2 separate regions of the Mus musculus genome follow, and region 2 is linked to region 1. A link is a contact called in public HiChIP or PLAC-seq data. All regions are on one chromosome and are shown on one strand. The core of a region is the stretch at or near the end of the contact, and the rest is flanking DNA. Distances in the headings are between cores, read along the strand shown.

Evidence for each region. HiChIP or PLAC-seq counts read pairs in DNA pulled down with a chosen protein or histone mark.
Region 2: a FOXA1 HiChIP or PLAC-seq map of pancreatic cancer cells shows a contact between it and region 1. The contact joins two enhancer-like sites. A contact is called at or near these places in 2 of 39 promoter capture datasets (hippocampal neurons and trophoblast stem cells) and 2 of 115 datasets of contacts at active chromatin or transcription factors (embryonic stem cells and pancreatic cancer cells).

Annotation. Positions count from the first base shown.
Region 1 is chr1:184,856,200-184,861,791 of GRCm38.p6, forward strand. Gm34451 (a long non-coding RNA gene) reads left to right here. Exons shown (of 2, transcript XR_865818.3): 2 at 1-297. Among named protein-coding and RNA genes, the nearest start is that of Mtarc2, 13 kb to the left of the region's middle. Within about 2 kb of position 2,307, at least 20 of the 459 cell types and tissues checked have an H3K27ac peak or open chromatin away from gene starts, as enhancers often do. A contact at or near this core is called in pancreatic cancer cells, where this site is marked.
Region 2 is chr1:185,280,885-185,286,476 of GRCm38.p6, forward strand. It overlaps Rab3gap2 (RAB3 GTPase activating protein subunit 2), which reads left to right. Exons shown (of 35, transcript NM_001163754.1): 32 at 767-856; 33 at 1,414-1,626; 34 at 2,498-2,656; 35 at 2,963-5,592. The coding sequence ends at 3,112. Among named protein-coding and RNA genes, the nearest start is that of Mir194-1, 30 kb to the right of the region's middle. Within about 2 kb of position 2,632, at least 57 of the 459 cell types and tissues checked have an H3K27ac peak or open chromatin away from gene starts, as enhancers often do. A contact at or near this core is called in pancreatic cancer cells, where this site is marked.

The DNA.
Region 1 (5,592 bases), core at 1,057-3,556:
ATCCCTGAGGTAAACTTTTAGGAACTTTTGTCTAAGAAGGTATAAAAAGGCCAAAGGAAAGAAATAAGGTTGGGGGCTCTGCCCCATCCATCCATCCATCCATCCATCCATCCATTCATCCAATGTGCATGCCTGTTTGTTTATATGTACTATGGAGGTATATGCGTATGTATGTAAGCCTGCATGAACACTTGCGGAGTTGATGTGACAGAAAGCTGGGCCTGACCAGAGTGTGTGTGTATGAATGTATAAAAGCTATAAAAAGCTAAAAGCAATAAATAAAAGTGATTTAGCCATTTTCTGCTTCATTTGGTGTGTGTGTTTTCTGTGTGAGTAGCTCCTTTCTTTTCTCTTTTACACAGAATTAACCAGCCAAGTCAATAAAGGGTCTCCTGGCTGCCTGGCCAGAGAAGGGAGCACTAGCAATAAATCCTTTACCTAACCCCCCCCCACACACACACACAACCTCCAACCCCCACCCCCACTGTTAGCATCAATAGGTCCACAGGCCCGCAGCTTCAGGCTTTAGAGAAACTTAAAGTCAAGCTGGGTATATATTATTATAGAGAGCAACCCTACTCTCTCACAGGACCAAGTCTTACCCCTGCTGACACTCTTCCCCCTTGGCTACCTTCAGGAGAGATCCAGAGCTCCAGAGCTGGCTTCCAGCAGAACCCAGCTCCTCTAGAAGAACATCCAGAGCGCTTAACCACTGACCCATGCTTCTGACATCATGAACTCCTCTGAATCCATAAGCCCAAATGAACCTTTGTCTTTCTGTAAGTTGCTCTTGATCACAGCATTTTATTGTAATAACAGAAAAGCAGTCGACACAGCATCCCAAGTCCCGTGCCTATGAATATGTTACCATCTCTGGAAAAACAGACTTACCTGAGGTGCTGAAGCTAGAGAGCCTGGTGTGGGACATATTCTGCTTTATTCACGGTATATAATATTTGTGAATAGTTATGTTCACAAATAAATTACATTTATTTGTTATATATTTATATATAAATATATATTTGTATATTTATATAATATATAAAAATATATTAACAAGGGTTCCTACAAAGGAGAAGAAACGAAAGAGCAAGAGCAGACGCAGTGATGGCTGGGCACACAGGGCGGATGAAGCTCCAGGGTTTGAAAACGTGGAGGGCCGTGAGTCAGCAATCATGTGCGGCCTGTGGGAGCTGGGGAGACAGCATCAGAAATACATATGGGAAAAGCACAACTATTCAGAACCAAACACCCACTCCTAAACAGCAGCCGGTCAGAGAATAAATCATGAGGGGGACTAGAAAACATGGCTAAGCCAACAAGGATAAAAATAAAGCAGGAAGAACTTGTAGGACCATGCTGGAGCAGCACTGAGAGGAACTCGGATCCGAACAGAGAAAAGACCTGAAGCTGGGTTAGTGAGGTGGCTCAGTGGGTTAGGGTGGCTGCCAACAAACCTGACCACCTGAGTTTGGATCCAGGAACACACAAGGTAGTAAAGAAAGGTTGTCTTTGACTTCCATATATAGAAGGTGGCACATACACACACAAACACAGACTGACCAACTGACAGACAGACAGACACACACACAGACTGACCAACTGACTGACAGACAGACAGACACACACACAAACACAGACTGACCAACCGACAGACAGACACACACACACACAGACTGACCAACTGACAGACAGACACACACACACAAACACAGACTGACCAACTGACAGACAGACAGACACACACACACAAACACAGACTGACCAACCAACAAACAGACAGACACACACAGCTGGATGTGGTAGCACAGTCCTTTAATCCTAGCACTCAGGAGACACAGACAGGTTGATCTTTGTTACTTTGAGGCAACTAGAGCTACATAGTGAAACATTGTTTCATATATATATATATATATTTGAAGCTGGAGGCAGGAGCAGATGCAGAGGCCATGGAGGGGTGCTGCTTACTGGCTTGCTCCTTGTGGTTTGCTCAGCTTGCTTTTTTCATTTGGAGGTTCTAGAAGGGGAGCATCGAGCAATCCTCTATTCAGGGAAGGTCTTCCTGAATACTCTTCAACCAAAGCCCAGTGTGCAGCTCCAGGAAGGACACACATGGAGCCACCAAGGAGGAAACAAACACCTGCCTAGCCAGCCAGATCAGCCGAATCAACCCAGGTGATCAACAGGGTGACAGAGTAACAGATATTGCAGCCAGAATGATCTCACATCCTCAGCCTGTTCTCTTATAGAACCTAGAACTACCAACCCAGAGATGACATCACCCACAGTGGGCTGGGTTCTTGCCCATCAATCATTAACTAAGACAATGCCCTTCAGCAGGAAGTTTTGTTTTGTTTTTCAAGACAGGGTTTTTCTGTGTAGCCCTGGCTGTCTGTCCTGAAACTCACTTTGTAGACCAGGCCAGCTTTGAACTCACAGAGATCCCCCTGCCTCTGCCTCTGCCTCTGCCTCTGCCTCTGCCTCTGCCTCTGCCTCTGCCTCTGCCTCTGCCTCTGCCTCTGCCTCTGCCTCTGCCTCTGCCTCTGCCTCTGCCTCTGCCTCTGCCTCTGCCTCTGCCTCTGCCTCTGCCTCTGCCTCCAGAGTCCTAGTATTAAGGCATGTACCACCTTTGCCCAGCTCCTTCAGCCAGATCTTACAGAGGCATTGAAGTCCCCCCTTTTCAAAGACTGGTTCGTGTCAAGGCGACCTGAACCTACCTAGCCATCATACTGAGTGACTAATGTTCTAGCTTAAGACATGAGAGAGAGAGAGAGAGAGAGAGAGAGAGAGAGAGAGAGAGAGAGAGAACTAAATCTAAAAGAAGCAGAAAGAAGATAGTTATGGAGATTAGATAAATGAAATAGCTGGGCACTCGATCGTGTGTGTTGCTAAGATTGAATGCACCCACTGGGTAAGTGCACTGTCACCTAGCTGCATCACAAGTCCTTTCAGGATGTAAAATACAGGTGTTAAATACAGGTTACTAAATCCTCACAGGCATTCGAGAGTACCATCCAGTCTCCTGGGTTCAGGGATGGCTGAAGATACATATGTGTAACCCAAGAGCAAGTCCTATAGGGACTACTCACTCCTGACCACTTGAACTCCTATTTCTCTAGATGTGGCTCTCTTTCTCCTTAAATGGTGGGTTGGGACAGCTGGTTTTAACCGTCAAATTGGCATAACCTAGAATTTCCTGAGAAGAGAGTCTCAGACTGTCTAGCCCTGGTTGGGCCATGGGCGTGTCTCTTGGGGGATTCTCCCAATTGTCTTAGTTGATTTGGAAAGATGCACCAGCTATTAATAAAGAGAAAGGCTTCAGTTGTCTACACTGCACACACTTGCTCAGGGAGCGTGGCCCCTAGGTAGCCTCCTTTTAACGCAGACCTTGGTCTCTGAAAGCAACAAACCAGTTGCCTTTAAAACCCTCCCCCCTCCTCTCCTTTGTCTCCCCCTTTCTCTCTTTTTTGTTTGCTTTTTGAGAGAAGGTCTTATGTAGCTCAGGCTGGCCTCAAACTTACCATGTGGCTGAGGATAGCCTTGAAACCCTATCCTTAGGCCACTCTCTCCTAAGTGCTGGGGTTGCAGGCATGCCCAACCCCTCCCCCATCCGGCTACACAAGATTTTTTCCAACCAACTTTGGAGAAACCACCCGTGATGGGCCCACAGTTTCTCAAATGGGAAGCACCGTGCTGTGGGAATGCCAGTGGTAAGTCATTTGTCATAGTGCACATCACATGTCATGAGGTAGAGGGGCAGACAGTAGAGGGGAGCCACGTTGAGGCTGAGGACCCAGAGTGCCTGAGGACCAGACACAAGAAAGCCTTTTAGGTTCTACCTAGGAGGAAGGGGTGACCCAGAAAGCAGGGTGAGAGCTACCTGAAGTCTACCTAGGTAGGACCTTATGCACCTCTGTCCACTCAGTTCCTCATTTCAATCCTGAGGAGAGTCCTATCATGTCCTTGAGCTGTCATGAGGGTGATGAACAGACACCAAGCACTCGAAAGACCCTGGGTTGTTCTGAAGGACACACATTCCCCAACACACAAAGCCCTCCTCATCCCAGGTACCAGTGTTCCCTCAGGAGGAGTCACACTGAGCCTTCAAGCAGAGCCCAGTACCAAGAGACATCAGTAGGTTGACTGTGTACAATAAGCTTCTGCCTCCCTTAGGGAGGCTAAGGTCAGGGTCTGGGCCAGTCACGTGACCATCCAAGTGCCAAGGTAAGGATGACAACAAGAAGCCGGAAGCACTGCAGCCACCACAGAAAACCCTGGGCCTTTTCCTCTCGTGCTGCTGGCCCAGCCTAGAGGCATTGTGCACATTAAATAAATAAACAGCAGGCCTGGGCCTCAGCTCAAAGGCTTCACCTCTCTTCCTCCCTGTTGCCAAGCTGCTCCTGCTTTCCCTACTCCTCAGGACACAGGCCAGCCTTTCTTAGTCCCCCTCCCTTTCTGTCAACCCAGTTTAGACCCAGGCTATTCTGGACCCATGGGACTGGGTGGGTTTTCTCAGACCATGTGTGGGATCCCATGGTCACCCCTTCTCCTCTTTAGACCCCATGAAATGTTCACCACCCTGCTAACTGGCTTCTTCCTGGAACGTCAGTTTCCTCCCGCATTATGCCCTGGGCACTCTGGGTTTGCAATCTCAACATGGCTGCCCTCTGCCCTCTGCCCTCCTCTCTGACAGCTCCACGCAGGTCTTCCCTTGCCTGGGTACCTTCCTGTGACTCTCCTATCCATCCTCTGTCAGACTTTGCCCACTCTGCACTTGAAGCTGGATTCACCTCATTTGCTTTGTCCATGGTGACTGCCAGCTCTTTGTCATCTGTCTTTGCCATGACTCTACTAGGAAGCCCACACGGTGAACTAGGTTCCTGTGGGGTCAACACAACCTGTGGCCGGGTGTGGAGTTATGATACCTACTTCCCCAGATGCAGTGCCACAGGGGTTCAGCAAGGGTCCCCAGCAGACACTCACCTTCAGGACATCTGATCAGCTTAGATTCCCAGAAATGCTCAAAGGAACCTCAAATACCTCAGAGGGCCAGTAGTAGAGGGGTCAACATCTGGCCTGCAAGCCCCTCCTCCCAGGACTGTCTACACGGCTCAGGCTTTGTTGAAGTGAAAGGGAAAAGCAATCATATGTATCCATCTCTCTTACTCTGCACTTCATGCTTCTGACAGCAGATGTGTGTGCGCCTTCTCCAGCTGACACCAATAGGTGAAAATCTGGTACTCAGTTGCATGCTGATCTGACTGAGCTGGGATTAGCTCCCTCGGTCTCAGGTGTTAATCCTGAGAGCCTGCCTCCAACCCAGACTCTACTGTAAGCAATAAGTGGTGTATCAGCTGTACTTCTGGTTAACTGGAGATATATATATATATATATATATATTCACTGTTCTCATGACCCTGTGAATCTGAGGAACATGTTTGAAGACTGGGGAAACCACTGGTGCGTGAATTCTTATCTCAGTAAGTGCTGTGTGAAGGTGTGAGTCACCAGACGGATGCTCAGGGTAAGGTTGGAAAGGTCAGCATAGGAACTTCTGTCTCCATGGAACACACCCTTTCAATACATGGCCAC
Region 2 (5,592 bases), core at 1,382-3,881, 430 kb after region 1:
TAAGCATGTATGCTCATTGTTCCAGTCATCTCCTACTGCTTACCCAATTACCCCACAAGACTTAAGTGTCTGCAACAACCAACACTTACAGTTTGAGCTTTCAGCCTTGTATAAGGTAGCAATTCCTGTTATTGAGCCAGATCCACAGACCGTGGTAATTTTCAGTGTCACTTAAATAGCCTTGGAGCTCAAGATCCTCTCACCTGCCCTGGGATTGCAGACATGATCCACCATGCCTGGTTCATTTTTCCAGGTCTTATGGGTCAGGAATCTGACTTTCTTACCTAACTGCCTTTGGCATAAAGGATCTCGTGAGACCATGGTGGAGTTGCTTCATGGTGGTGTCAGCTAAAGGCTCAGCTGGATTGGGGAATGTGATCTGGTCCGTGTAACTGTCTGCAGGCTTGCTCTCCTGACCACTGGGTCCTCTCGGGGTGAACCAGAGCACCCAAAGCAGAATCCCAGTCTGTAACGTCACGTGCTGTCCCTGTCTAGTTAGAGTCGCTCGCAGCCAGCAGCCCACAATTCAGGGGAAGAATAACGTGGGACTCAAATACTAGATGAGTGGGGCCATCTTAAAGGCTGGTGGTCACACACTGGACAGTGGTCACCATGCGAATAGAATGCTGACATCTTTCTGTTTAAGAAAAAAGTAAAAGCCAACCATTAGTTAGTTACTCATAAAGAGGTCAGCTCTAGAATCCCCCTTAGTCTCCCTTCATCGGTACTCACCAGGGTGCGTTTGCTTTCTTGTCTTTCTCTTTAGGGAAAGAATGCATTTTTTAAGGATTTAACTTCAATTCAGTTATTACCTAGTGGGGAAATGGATCCAAATTTTATTTCAGTAAGACAACAGGTAAGTTAGTCAGTGAATTTTCTTGTTTCTTAGGAGGAAATAGCAAAGTAGAAATACAGCTGTCTTTTAAAAGGATGGCCTACTTCTTCAAGTGATTCCCAGGAGCTAGTTTCCCTAGTGTGTGTGCCTTTATTGAGAGAAAAACCATTTTCGAGCCAGTGGGACAGTTGAGTGAAGACACTTGGTGACCTTGATTCCATCTCATGCTAGAGGAGAGAACTGATTCCTCCACTCATGCTATGGCATTGTGTGCACATGTGTACACATAAATGCACACACACACATATATATATTTTAAAAATTAAAAATATTTTTAATGTAGTCTGTTTGACAAAGTTGGCTTGAGGCACTTTTAATTATGTTATTGATGTGTCTGGGAGGAGCTTGTCCTGTGGCAATGAGTATGGAGGGGCAAGGGCAGCTCTGGGGTTAGTTCTCCTCCACCTGGAGAGGACCTCTTGGGATTGAACACAGGCCACCAGCTTACAGAGCAAGCACTGGGCTACTTTTAAATGAAAAGTACTGACGAGGCAGTGCTGTGCCTTCCTGTCTTCAAGTTCTTACTGAAAGTTGTCAGTGCAGCTGTCCAGGCTCAGCATTCCAAGGACAAAGATCCCTCTGCAGAAGCAGCAAACACTCATTGGAAAGACCTCAACTGGCCAGGTTTGGCTGTGGACTTAGCCCATCACCTTCAAGTGAGCGACGATGTCATTCGAAGGCACTATGTGGGGGAGCTGTACAGCCATGGAGCTGACCTCTTAGGAGAGGAGGTAAGAGTGGCCCGAGATGCTCATTGGCCTCTGAGGAGAGGAGGTAGGGATGACCCGAGATGCTCATGGGGTGGAAGTTATAAAACACACAGCCAGAGCTGGATATAGTGCTGTGTGCATTTGGGATGCAGAAGCAGGAGGATAAGAACTTTTAAGGTCAGCCTCATCTACATAAACCAGTTTGGACATGAGACCAAGTCTAGTCAACAAAGGAATAGAAAGCTGTGTCTGTCTGGATTTGTGCCTGCTGCCAGGTTCATACAGACACAGAGCAGTAAACAGGTGAGGCCCCTTGAGGATTGATCATCTGCTGGAACAGAGAAGCATGAAGTTCTGTACCAAGAGATGAACGTAAACCGAGTCACAGGAGTCTCAGTGGGTGAAAGAAAGTGGTAACGAAACCGCCCTCAAGGAGAACCAACTAGCCGCTCCCAGAGCTGAGGAACAGAGGAGTCCAAAGGTCCAGAGATAGGGAGCAGCGTGGCAAGGTCCAAGACCAGAAAGCCAGTGTGGCTGCCAGACCTCATAAGCAATGAGTCAGGGTGGGTAGGTATGCACTCAGGCTAGGAGCGAGTGACTCCATCAGCAATAAGGAGAGGTTGGCTGTTCTCCAAGCCCGAGGCCACTTCGGAGTACTCAGTAGCCGTCAGACGGCAGAATCTAACACTCTCCCATTTTTTGTAAATGAGATACAGTGTCATGAATTGAAAATTTAGGTAACAAAAATTAGCTGATGAGCAAAAGTTGGGTTTAAATTCTAGGTCAATTTCAATTTCCCTTCGTCCGTACACCTGAGAGCCGAAGTAGAGTCTTCATTGGCAACCCTGGGACAATAGCTCTTGCTGAATTGTTTCTCCATGTTCACCCTCAGGCCATTTTTCAAGTTCAGGACAAAGAAGTTCTGGCGTCTCAGCTGCTAGTGCTGACCGGGCAAAGGCTGGCTCACGCGCTTTTCCACACCCAGACGAAGGAAGGCATGGAGCTGCTGGCCAGACTCCCGCCCACACTCTGCACCTGGCTGAAGGCAATGGTGAGTGGAGGGCGGCGTGAGCAGACGCTCCGCGATGGATGGCCTCGCCAGGGAGCTTCTTTGGTTTTTTTGAGACAGGGTTTCTCTGTGTAGCCCTGGCTGTCCTGGAACTCACTTTGTAGACCAGGCTGGCCTTAAACTCAGAAATCTGCCTGCCTCTGCCTTCCGAGTGCTGGGATTAAAGGCGTGCACCACCACGCCCGGCCAAAGAGATGCTTTTATTGGGAGAACTTCCACAGTAAAGCTTAAGTCAGTAAGGTCATGTTTGGCTGCATCAAACTAATGGCTGTCCTGTCCCATTCGCAGAACCCTCAGGATCTTCAGAACACTGGCGTGCCTATTGCAGCAACAGCTAAACTCGTGCATAAAGTGATGGAGCTCCTGCCAGAGAAGCACGGGCAGTACAGCCTCGCCTTACACCTCATCGATGCCGTGGAAGCCATGGCGACTTTATGACAGTAGCCTACAGTCCTGTGACTACATGAACCACTGCATGTCATTTTTCATAGTAAGATCTGGAACTTCGGAAGGTTTTTTTTTTTGTATAATAAATAAATATATTACTTTAAAATGTGCAATCCTGTCTAAATTCCCCATCTTCAGCAAAGACTGAAGATAAACTATAAACACATTAACTATCCTGTGACTAATGCAGATGCTTTATTCTTTATTTTTTCATTCAAATAAGCAGTTTTATTGTTAAACTTTGGTATTGTTACTGGTTATAATTTGCAGATTTTGTTCTTAGTGTAGTAGTCTAGTTCCTATCCAAATGATTCCGTGGGGATTAAGTGTGTTCACACTGCTTCCATGAGCACACTAGAGATACAGCCCATGTCCCTTTCAAACACACAGAGATGTCCTCATGGTTGGTCGTGTACCGGGATGCCACCTGGCAGGGAGCTCTGGGTGCTAACCACTTCCTGTCCAGGGTGCTACTGCTGTCAGAGGAGAAATGGCTTGAGATCAGCAGGGGACCGGGGAACTTGGGGAAGGACCTCAAGTCTGTTGTCCTTGCCAGACTTAGGAATCAGAGGTGTGAACAAAGCAGCAAGATCAGTTATTATGTAAATTAAAATTTACTCTATTTTGTCAAGTTCCAAAATTGTATCCACATCAGGTAATTGTAAAAATGTATTATCTTGTAAGACATGTTTAAAAAAAAAGAACAAAGCAAAGAAACAATATTTAAAAATTCAACTTTATTTTTCTTCCAAGTGTTCAAAACTGTCTGTTTCTGGGACTTGGTCATGTTGCCTGTCCGGGAACAGGATGGGGCACTTTGTGCTGTCACAGCCTTAGCATACCTACCTCAGCTAGGTGGAGAAGATGAGCCTCGGCTAGTGTTGGACCCTGTAGTGCCTAGAGCAGTCCAAGTGCTGACAAGTGTGAGGAAATGCACTGCGCTCTGCAGATCAGCAAGCCCTGGCTGCAGTTCAAGTGTATCTGGAATGTAGCCATATAGTGCAATTATTGCTGTCTGCCATGGTCATGGTTGCTCACAGTACGTGTACCATACTCATTCTAATCAAGGGAAGAAGCCAACTCCATTAGAAGGCTGAGAATACTCTTCAGGGACTCCACAACAAAGTGACAGACACCCAGGCGCACACAAATATCAATTCTTTGTCATTAGAAAGTTAGATCTAAATAAGATTGTGACTGGCTAAAACTAACTCCGCTGACTGTCAGGTTTCAAATCTTCAGAGAAAAATGTTTCCGATGTTGCTCGGGTGGCTCTGAGGAGCAGCCAGCTTGTGCGGGAATCCCTGCAATCACAGCTTGACTGACATACATACCATCCTTGACACAGTCCTGAGTAGGTCCACTTGCCCCAGGACCTTCTGCAGCACTCTGGAAGGCACAGGATGTGGGCAGCTTGCCAGGAAAGCCTCCTGCTGCAAGCACTGCTAATTGCTAATGATGTTGGTCTTTTTCCTCTAATCCCATTAAGTCTTTTGGGAGGGGGGTAGCTTGCATTTTTGGGGGGAATAAAACTGACTAAATGAACCAGAACACAGATTATTAAGTCTTTAGATATATCATCTAAAAAGTTTATAAAATGCATAGAATTTTAAAACTAAGTCCTGAGTTTAACAAAAGCAATTAACAGTCTACTACTTCACTAAGGGCTTTTAAAATAATTCTGGTAAGAAAGGAAAATTAACATGTATGTATCCATTCTCTAACAACAAAGTGTCACAAAATAATTAGGTTCTAACACACGGTGGTGTCCTGCAACAAGGGCGTGGCATGTGCTGGAAACCTTAGTATTTCCCTAGACACTGCCCCTCTTCTTACGATTACATATGTTTACCTTATTAATGAAGGTGTTTAAATAATCCTAACTTCTCTATTCCAGGTTATGTTAGATGTACAAATGGAGGGGCCGGGAGAAATGTAGTCAGCAGTACACAGCACCAGGCTTCCCAATGCTTCATTCACACTTTTGCAAAGATTGACCTGTTAGAAAAGTTCATCTAAGGCCAGTGTAAAGCCTGCTACATTGAAATAGCTTCGTAATATATGATTCCTTGTGATTTAAAATCATGGAAAACTAAACTTAGTACCAGTAAGCTTACACCGATTATAGCATTCACTTAGAAGTTGCTATAATCCACTTCATTAGGAAACAATATCTTACAGTGCACACACAGCAGCAGCAGAGCACGCCCTTCCACCTCACGGGGTGGAGTGCTGGGCAACTAGCTTCTACTTAGTAGATTAGACATCCTTGGAAATCAATCCAGTATTGGGTTGTTTAAGAAATGCTCTATTTATCTAATGTCAATGTATTGTTAAGTAGTGAATTCTGTATATACTGTTATTCCTGTCTATTCATTATTGTGAACTTATGTATATTAGTGAAATAAATTAACGCTTCGTGTTATTTCCTCCACTGTTCATACCCGTAGGAACACAGAGATTTCTCCTCT